Regions from separate parts of the Anas platyrhynchos genome. Here region 1 is linked to region 2. The links are chromatin contacts, called in public Hi-C maps. All regions are on one chromosome and are shown on one strand. Each heading gives the region's core, a stretch centred on a gene start, on an enhancer-like site or on the middle of the called end of the contact. The rest is flanking DNA. Distances are from core to core; before and after follow the strand shown. Region 1 holds the start of BMP4 (bone morphogenetic protein 4). Region 2 has its middle 24 kb from the start of DDHD1.

Evidence for each region. Hi-C and Micro-C count contacts between places; a contact is called where the count stands out from the background.
Region 1: a contact with region 2 is called in a Hi-C map of F5 follicle, with 2.4 times the contacts expected there. The contact joins the promoter of BMP4 here to the enhancer-like site in region 2. A contact is called at or near these places in 4 of 8 Hi-C or Micro-C datasets (F1 follicle, F5 follicle, liver and 1 more).

The regions. Positions count from the first base shown.
Region 1 is chr5:3,847,761-3,852,365 of IASCAAS_PekinDuck_T2T, forward strand. BMP4 (bone morphogenetic protein 4) reads right to left here and starts at 2,755. Exons shown (of 2, transcript NM_001310789.1): 1 at 2,383-2,755; 2 at 579-1,420. The coding sequence starts at 2,755. The coding sequence ends at 579.
Region 2 is chr5:3,669,352-3,673,969 of IASCAAS_PekinDuck_T2T, forward strand. No RefSeq gene overlaps it. Among named protein-coding and RNA genes, the nearest start is that of DDHD1, 24 kb to the left of the region's middle. Within about 2 kb of position 1,295, at least 2 of the 8 cell types and tissues checked have an H3K27ac peak or open chromatin away from gene starts, as enhancers often do. A contact at or near this core is called in F5 follicle, where this site is marked.

The sequences.
Region 1 (4,605 bases), core at 1,505-4,004, 180 kb after region 2:
TCTTCACCTTCTTTTCAAATGGATTTTTGGTGGGTTGCTTTGCAAACGCTTGGGCCAGGTTAGCAAGGTCGGCTCTATTCCCAGCGGCCGGGAGCAGCAGCTCTTAATCTCCAGGGACCCTCATCTCCCACGTGGCGCAGCCCCAGCACAGGGGGATCCACGGTACCTCGGCGAGAAATAGAAAGACTGAAATTTGCAAAGCCTTTTTTAGGGGAAAAAGGGAAAGGGGGGGGAAGGAAGCAGGGACAGGGGGGAAGGAAAAGAGGAGATACATCCCCTGCTGCACTCCTGGCCAGCACAGCCTCAGCAGCACCCTGAGAGGTGAGACACAAAATGCGTTTACCTTTAAAATAATGACTCATTTTATTTTTTTCTTTTAATATGTAGTTATAAATATATTTTGTCAAAATATATGATCATTATTGTCAAAAACATTTGCACATAAAGTCATAAATAAGGTCAAGGTGAACGTTTAGTTTAGAGAAAAAAAAAAAGAGTCCAGCTATAGCAAGCAGTTCTGGGGTGGGACGGGAGGGAGAGAGAAGGGGAGGAGAGGGCGGCGGGGAAGGGGAGGGGGGTCAGCGGCACCCGCACCCCTCCACCACCATCTCCTGGTAGTTTTTCAGGACCACCTTGTCATACTCATCCAGGTAGAGCATGGAGATGGCGCTCAGCTCCGTGGGCACGCAGCAGGCCTTGGGGATGCTGGAGTTGACGGAGTTGACCAGCGTCTGCACAATGGCGTGGTTGGTGGAGTTGAGGTGGTCGGCCAGAGGGAAGGGGCAGTCCCCGTGGCAGTAAAACGCCTGGTAGCCCGGGGGAGCCACGATCCAGTCGTTCCAGCCCACGTCGCTGAAATCCACATAGAGGGCATGGCGGCGGCAGTTTTTTTTGTTCTTGCGGGAACGCTGGTGCTTGGGGCTCCGGCGGGCTCTGCGGGTCAGCGCGTGGCCTCGCCCGTCGTGCCCAAAAGTGACCAGGAGCGGCCTGAGCTGAGCCCAGTCCCCGCGCCCTTGAGGTAAAGATCGGCTAATCCTGACGTGTTTGCCCTGATGAGTCTGTGCGTGGTGGAGGTGGGTCACCTCGATCACCAGCCCGTGGTTCGGCTGCTTGTCCTTGGTCCACCGGATCACGGCCGGGCTCACATCAAAGGTCTCCCAGCGCGTCACGTTGTGGTGCACCAGCCGCGTGTCCAACAGGCGCGTAATGGCCTGGGCGCGCTCCGACAGCGGCTTCATCACTTCGTAAATGTTTATCCGGTGGAAGCCCCTCTCCCACGCCGCGCTCGGCTCCTCCACCTGCTCCCGGTACAGCCGCAGCTCCGCCGAGGAGATCACCTCGTTTTCCGGCACGCTGCTGAGGTTGAAGACGAAACGGATCCAGGGAGCCTCGCTGGGGCCCGGGACGGTCTCCAGGTGCTCTGGAGGGGAGCGGGGCAGGGGGAAAGCGGTACAAAAAAAGAAAAAAAACAAGAGTATGTCAGCCTCAGGGCACCCAGCCACAGCTCCCCAGCGCGGCCACGGCTCGAATCCGTGCTTCACCTGCCCGGCACCGCTCCGCTCCCCCGCGCATCCCTCCCGGCGGTGCTGGCACCGCTCGCTCACCCTCCGCACGCCTGTGCCCAGACAGGGTCTGTCCTCCCCGCCTCTCCCTTTCATATTCAGGGAGGTTTTTCCCCTTTTGCTCCCCCCCTAACCCAGGGCTCCATCTCCAAAATCATCTCCTCGGAGCGGTGCTGTGCCAGGGAGCACAGAGGTGCCTTGTTACGGGGCGCAGGGGGCAGGGGGAGAAGGAGAAGCAAATTCCAGCGCCGTAATGATGCGGCTGGATTAATAATTCAGATTTACTTTGGAAAAGAAACATCCGCTAGGAAACATTTGGATCAGATTACAAGGGCCTATTGAATAAACCTTATAAACACACAGCTGTAAGTATTAAATTCGAGTAGGGGTTTTTGGGATTTTTTTTTTTTTTTTCTTAAGAGCAAAACCAGGCAGCGATCGCTTTGATAGTTCAAAAGAAACACACCAGGGGCGAGAGCCCGCCCTCGCTTTACTCCCGCATCCGATCCAGAGCCATTAAATCCACGCAAGCCCGGGGAGCGACCCCGAGACAGAGGGACCGAAGGAAACTCGCTCTTGTCAGCAGAGGCACGGGCACCTCAAAATATCCCCAAAACTCGGGTTAAGCACAGGATGCTGGAAAAAAAATACGGGGCAGCGTGCCTGTCAGCCACACGCCCGGCAGGCTTGGGGGGGAGTTTTTCCTCCCGTAAGTTTAGAGCCGGGCACGTCCTGCTTCTAAACACGTTCGTGAGCTTCCAAACACATGGAAATCCCAATCGCTACCGGGGCTGGGAATCTACCTCCTCCCATCACTGACCTTCATGGTGGAAACTCCTCACGGTGTTTGCCCGGCTGGTCGATCTCTCGGGGTACTGCAGGCTAATTTCCTGGAGGCTTTCCTCCTCTTCCCCGGACTGGAGCCGGTAGAGATCCAGCATGTAAGAAGGGATGACGGCTGACTTGCTGGGCTGAGGCCGCCTTCGCAGCCCAAACATCTGCAGCAGAGTTGTTTCGAAACCCCGCAAGAGTTCATGGCTTTGGGCAGAGCGGCGTCCGGATCCGGCTTGTTGTCCCTGAAGCTCGGCGACTTTCTTCCTGCCGGTCTCGGGTATCAGGCTAGCATGGTTGGTACCTCCTAGCAGGACTTGGCATAGTAGGATGACCATCAGCATTCGGTTACCAGGAATCATGGTGTCTCTGGGGTGGGAAACACGCAACAACAAACAACAAGGAAAGTCAGGGTGAGAAGCGAGCCCCCCCACCCGAAGAAGACGAAGGAGAAGAAGAAGAAGGAGAAAACTTAAAAAAAAAAAAAAAAAGAAGAAAAAAAAAAAAAAAAAAAGGGTAAAAGGGAAAGGGAAGGGGAAGAAGCCCCCGGCGGGTTGGGGGCTCCGGGGCGCATCGCGGGGCTGCGGCGCCCGGCCGCGGGTTCGAGTCCCGCCGCCGGCGGCTGGAAGAAAAAAGTTGAACTCAAATAATTAAAAAAAAAATGAAAATCAAAATTAAAGCCACGGCGAGGAAGAAGAGGGCTGTACTCACTGACAGCAAGCAAGGCATATCAGCACAGTCCATGATTCTGGAGAGCCAGAGCCGGCCCCAGCGCGCCGAAAGCCCCCGGGGCAGCGGCTGCCGAGCGCCTCCCGCGATCGCCGCCCGGGCGCTGTGCGGCCGCCGCCGCCGCCGGCCCCGGTTTTTCTCCCGGCCCCTCCGTCACGTGGAGCCTCGCACACCCCCCCTTTAGCCCGGCCCGGCACGGCCCGGCCCGGCCCGGCCCTGCCCCGCCGCCCCCCGGCCCGCCCCCGGCTCGCCCGGCCCCGCGGGGGGACGGCCCCGGCCCGGCCCCGCCGCCAGGCTGCGGCTGAAGGAGGGGGGGGGGGGGGGCTGGATTTTGGGGAGGGTGTGAGGGGTAATGGGGGGGACAGCGCTGAGCACACAACCCCCAGGGAAAGCCAAGGGGTGAGGGGTGAGGGTTTGGGAGTTTGGGCTCTGGATGTGGCTCTGCTTTCGTGTGAGGGGAGCGTGGAGCTGCTTGGAGATGTAGGGAGAGCCCCCCTGTCCCCCCTGCTCGCACCCTTTGGGCACAGCGAGGTGCCCCTAGGGATATGAAGGGGCCACAAATGATCCCTGTCTTCACTCCCCACCTGCCCTGTGGGTTTTCTCTCCCTTCTCTTCCCCCTGTGACAGCCAGGCAGGTTCCCTGACCCCACAAGGACACCTTCACGAGCCACCCCGGGGCTGCACGTGGCCACCACGGAGGGCTACCAACAGGCTCACCTGGAGGAAGGATGCTCCTGCCGCACAGCTCAATGCCTGCATTGCCAAAGATCACTTCGCAGGGCCAGATTTTGGGTTAGGAGTGTAAGCCGGGCATCCCAGGGCTCAAGGTTGTTCCCTGGTGGGGTCTGGGTCCGTCACACATCAGCTGGGCATGCTGTGAGCAAGGTGTGGAGATGGCAGCTCCTGGGAGAGGATGGGAAGCCACAAAGTGACAAGAGGCAGAGTGAAACAACCCTGTGATAAAAAAAGAGAGCTCCACCAAGGCGTTAAAACACCATCCCTTTGCCTTGCTGAGGTGCCCCTCTGGGTTGGACAAGGCATCGTCCGCAGAGGGACCGGTTTGTAAAACTCTAAGACCAAAAGACACGGTCAGAGGGTTGGCCGTGGGGACTCCCCAGCTGGCAGATGAACCACAACCAAGAGCCGGCTGAGAAATGATGAGTGGAAAGCAGCAGAGTCCCACAAACCACCAGGCCGCCGTGCCCAAGCAGAGAGCGAGAGCGGGGCAGCGCTCGTCAGCTTCCTCACAGCCCCGAGGCACTGCCCCGGAGCTCACACAGCCAGCAGATAGGACTTCCTTTCATATTTCACTTCTTTTTTTTAAAGCTCAGACCTGACCCGTGCATTACAAAAGCCCGGGGATGTCACTGAGAGGACACACGCAGATAAAAGGCAGTGCTGACACTGTAATATCTCTGAGTTATTCCTATACCACTCCGAGTTTAAAAGAAACATCTGTTAGCAAGGTATTTGGACTATGAAT
Region 2 (4,618 bases), core at 45-2,544:
CTTGCCAAGTGTCCTTATTGATGTTGCCTTCATCAGCTGCGCTCGCGAGTAAATCAGCTGCTTCAGCTCGACATTCCCCTCCGTGGAGGGGCTGGGAATTATCTCAAATCACTGCAGAAATTCTCGTGCAATCCAGAATGGCGTGGCAACACCAAGGTCACCAGAGGAGCATGTAAGTGGTCTGCAGTGGTCTGAAAAAGTCACTGGACCTCTGGAGAAAAGCAGCCTGTCCTTGGGCACGAGGCCATTTCTTTGAATTGGTCAAATTCTCTTCCATGATGTGAGGCTGAGCATTTTTGCCCCCACCTGCCCTTCCTGCTCTCTCCTCCGTAAAAGTGGGCAGGCTGTGCAAAAGTGGACAGGCTCCCACTTTCCCTATAACCAACTCTGGCTGCCCCAGAAGCTTTCCCAGCTCCTGCCCTCCCCACACACGTGGGGAACATGTTCTGCTGCTGCTGCTGGGACAGAAGGCTGGCTCCTTTCTCTTGCCATCCCATGGACACAAACCCGAGTCCACTCCACGGCCTCACTGCCCCCGAGTCAGTGCTTTCAAGTGATAACGAGCTAAAGGGAAGATCTCCCCTCCCTTCTTTTCCATCCTCCCGTTGAGCAGACACAACATTTCTCTTCGTTTGCCACAGAACAGCACAGGTCCCAGTTCCCATATTGTGAAGCCCTCTGCCATAAATCAGGCTGATAGGTTTATTCTCTACGTAATGGGAAATTATGACAAATGCAGCTGTATAATCTAGTTAGTAACTCACCATAATGACTACTTCTAGGGTGATTTATGGGTTTTGTCATATGTAAGCTTTCAGAACATTAGAGATTACATTTTTCACACTTTTTGTTGGAATCTCAGTTTATTAGACTTTACTGCAGCATTAATCACTTGCAGTACAACCCCAGACTTCACAAACGCATCGGATCAGCATGAAAAAGGCAGAGAAAACAAGGGCTGTTGTGAATTAATGAGCCGGGTAGCATGTCTCATAACCAGCAGTGAAACAACCTGTGTTCTTCTTCAAGCCGCCGCAGAAAACCCCGAAGTCCGCGAGTCTTGGACGTGATGCGAGCAGGGCAACGAAGTGAAACACCACAGCCAGGCTCGAAACCCCAAGGATCTGCGGGGCTGAGTCTATCCTAATTAATGGTGAAATGATGTGTGAATCTGTCCTAAGTGTTCAAATAAAGAAGATTGATTCCCAGTTATAATACGGCTTATAAGTAAAACACGAGGATTATATAGGGGAGATGTATGTGTCGTGAAACAACCGATAAATCAGGCAGACAGTTCCAAGGTCTACTGTGAAGGTCTGGGAAACTTTCAAAGTTGCCATTTATGGAGTTTGGTGTGGGATAAACTGGACTAAAAGGCCATCGTTACCCGAACGGCTTTGGTTTATGGTGTTTTTTTGCAAGAGGCCCGTTCAGATAACGCTTTATAATACTCCGGGAAACGTGGTGAAAAAGTCCCTACAATCCATCAGGAGCAAGCAGAGGGGAGGCTGGGGGTGATGAGGCGTGTAGGGACGTAGGGCCCCGTTACAGTGCACAGGGGCAGGCCTGTTTTGGGGTAAATCAGCATAGTTTAGGGAGTTGCAGCTCAAACCTTTGCTTGCAGAAGACTTGAGGCATGCTGAAGGTCCTCAGCACCCATCTGATTCGGGATGTGGGTGGGTAAGGTGATCTGCAGGAGGTGAGGAGTATCTCTGCTCACGGAGCCCCTGGAGAGCTGCAGACACCGATAACTGATAACGGCACGGGCCAGGGAGGTGACCTGGGGCTGGGGAACCTGGTGTCCCCTTTCTGCTGCTGCTTTCTGCTAAAGATAACAGCCTGTTACCAGGTGATAAGCAGCTGGTGAGATTCAGTGCTGCATGTCCCTGTCTTTGTCTGCACCTCTTCTGTGCCGGGCAGGATGGGACCCAGGGTGGAAGGATGTGGGGTCTAAGAGATGAGGTGGGCAGCCAGACAGAGCAGCTGAGGTGTCCCAAACCCTCACAAGCCCAAAATATAGCCCTGCCCCGCTAGTGCCAGGAGGGGAGACTGAGCCACACCACAGCGTGCTGGGATGGATGGGTGGGTGGGTGGGTGGATGGATGGATGGATGGATGGATGGATGGATGGATGGATGGATGGATGGATGGAGGGATGGATGGAGGGATGGATGGAGGGATGGAGGGATGGATGCCACGGTGCTCAGGGCAGTTATCTTCAAAGAGAGGTCATGATCCCATGTGTCTTGTGGTGTCAAGTTTTTGCTGGGAGAAGAGAAGGTGTAAAAGGAAACTGCTGAGGCTGGTAGATGGCCATAACCCCCTCCCCACGGGTGCTTGCTTGGCCATCCGAATTCATGGCATTTATCGGGCTGCGCGTGGACAGCTGTCTGTGGAAATGCTGACGTGTGAAAAGCCATCAGTGGGTGGGCAACGCTGCCTCGTACCACCAGCAGCTGGGCTGAGCCTTCTTCAAAACTTAATACGAGTCTTTGCTGTCAGGAGCAACAGACTCCATCCCTCATTAAACCAGAGCCTTTTTTTTTTTTTTTTTTTTTGAGGAACACAAAGAGCCACTCTTGTTTATTTCATTCGCATTTCAATTTGCCTTGTTTGGGTAGTTCAGGACACCCGTTGCATGAGAAGCATGAAACATCGCATATTGCCAGAGTGTGGCATCTGTAACTAGACGGAAACGCTGGTAAATATCCTTCGGGAGGCTCAGGGACGTGGCAGCCAGAGGCTGACATCCTCCAGTGACGTCTGGTGGCAGACAGGAGGCCAGCTCTGCACAGCCACAGCAGATCTTCCCTGGCAGGTAAAAGCAATTTAGCTCATATATGTGGATTGTATCTAAAAGACACAAATTAGCAAAAATTCGCACTTGTTTTTCCACCTTTGGCTTGACGCAGGCTGGAAATTATTTTTTTTATTTTTTTTATTTTTATTTTTTTGTGATTCTGATGTACCCGTTCCAGGCTGCAGGCAGTGATGCTGATCCTGTATGGATATGTCAGCAGAGTCCCCATGGGAACCTGGAAGAGCATCCCCATGATTATAGGGCTGCAGGTGCTCACTCCAGCATCACCTTGAGCCCAAGGGACCAGACTGATTTGCACCCAAATCTCCATGTCCCGGGCTGTGATACGCAGTTTGGGAGCACGGGGCCGGGCTGGGGGTGCACCCCACAACCCCCAGCAGTGGGGTGGATGTGGGGTGGATGGGTTAGAGGTGCCTGCCTGGCCTCAGCCTGTGTCCCTACACCCATCTGGGGCTTGGGAAGCTCCTGCTCTGCAGGACCATGAGCAACTCTCATCCTCCACCGAGTTCAGCGTAGGTGGTGGCACGATGCTGTTAGAAATGGTTTCTCCCCATGCCCACATCTCCACGAGCTCCCAGCCTTGGGTGCTGGGTTGTCTTCTGGGGGCAGAACACAAAAAATGGAGAAACTGGGGAAAAGCCAGTGAAAAAAAACTGCGTTTCTGCTCACATCGCCGGATCTGCTCCGAGGTCAGGGAACTGCCAGCAAAAAAGAGCCCAGATGTTTCTCGGTCTGCACAGGCAGGCTGGCCAAATGCAGGTTAGCAATACCAAACTGCACGTTTGTGACGGGGAGGATGCCCTCGTTGCAAAGCCCCTGGCATAAAATACACGCTGTGAAACGGGAGGTCGGGGCGCCGAAGTGATTTAAGAGCCTCTGCCCCGACTCGAGCATTTTACAGGGGTCTTTGCATTTGCTGGGTTTCTGGGTTCTAATATCAATGAGAGAATTAAATCATTATATTAAAACATCAAAACACTAATGCTTTGTTTTCATTGGCACGAAGCAAAATGATCTAACTCAAAAGCCATGAAATATCAGCCTTTTTTTTTTTTTTTTTCGCCGATGAATAATAATAAGATCTCCGGCTGCTCGTGATTGTAAATTTAATAATGTCAGTGATTTGAAAGGTTTGAATCCTAAACGTGAAGAAATGTGTTTTACCCCTTCCATCCACTGCCTCTCTCCCCCCTCCCCTCCCCTCCTGTCAGGACGTTTTGGGGCAAATAAGCCAAAATGCATCGATCAGAGCCCGTCGGTCTCGCGTACCAGGTGAGTGCCAAACTCTGCTTACCCAGCGCAAGCCTCCATCTCCCAGGTGGTCTGCATTTGCTTATAGCTGGGTCCTGTAAGCAGATTTAATATTTCATAAGCACTGCTCCATCTCATGCCTATATTATTGACACCACATGGAAGTCAGGAAATTGGTTCTTTCTGGGAACAGTTTGCAGAAATATGCAGCCTGTCAGCTCCTTTCTCATGGGGTGCATTAACAGAGGGGCTCGCAATTACAAGTAATGAACCTTCTCCAGATGTCTGCAGTGACTCAGCTCCAACTTTATCTTCGATGTACGAGATGGACTTGACAAGATGGATTATTTGTGGATATAATATAATAACTTTGCAAAACGTGGAATTCCCAATTATTGCAAGGCAGGCGAAGCATTCGGTAGGAGAGGAACGCCAAGGTTTATCCGCTGGATAAACAACAACAACCAAAAAGGAAATAAGCTGTGCTGTTTCCCCCTCTTGAAACTACAAATGTTCCCATGCTGTTTTAATTCTTCCTCTTTATGAT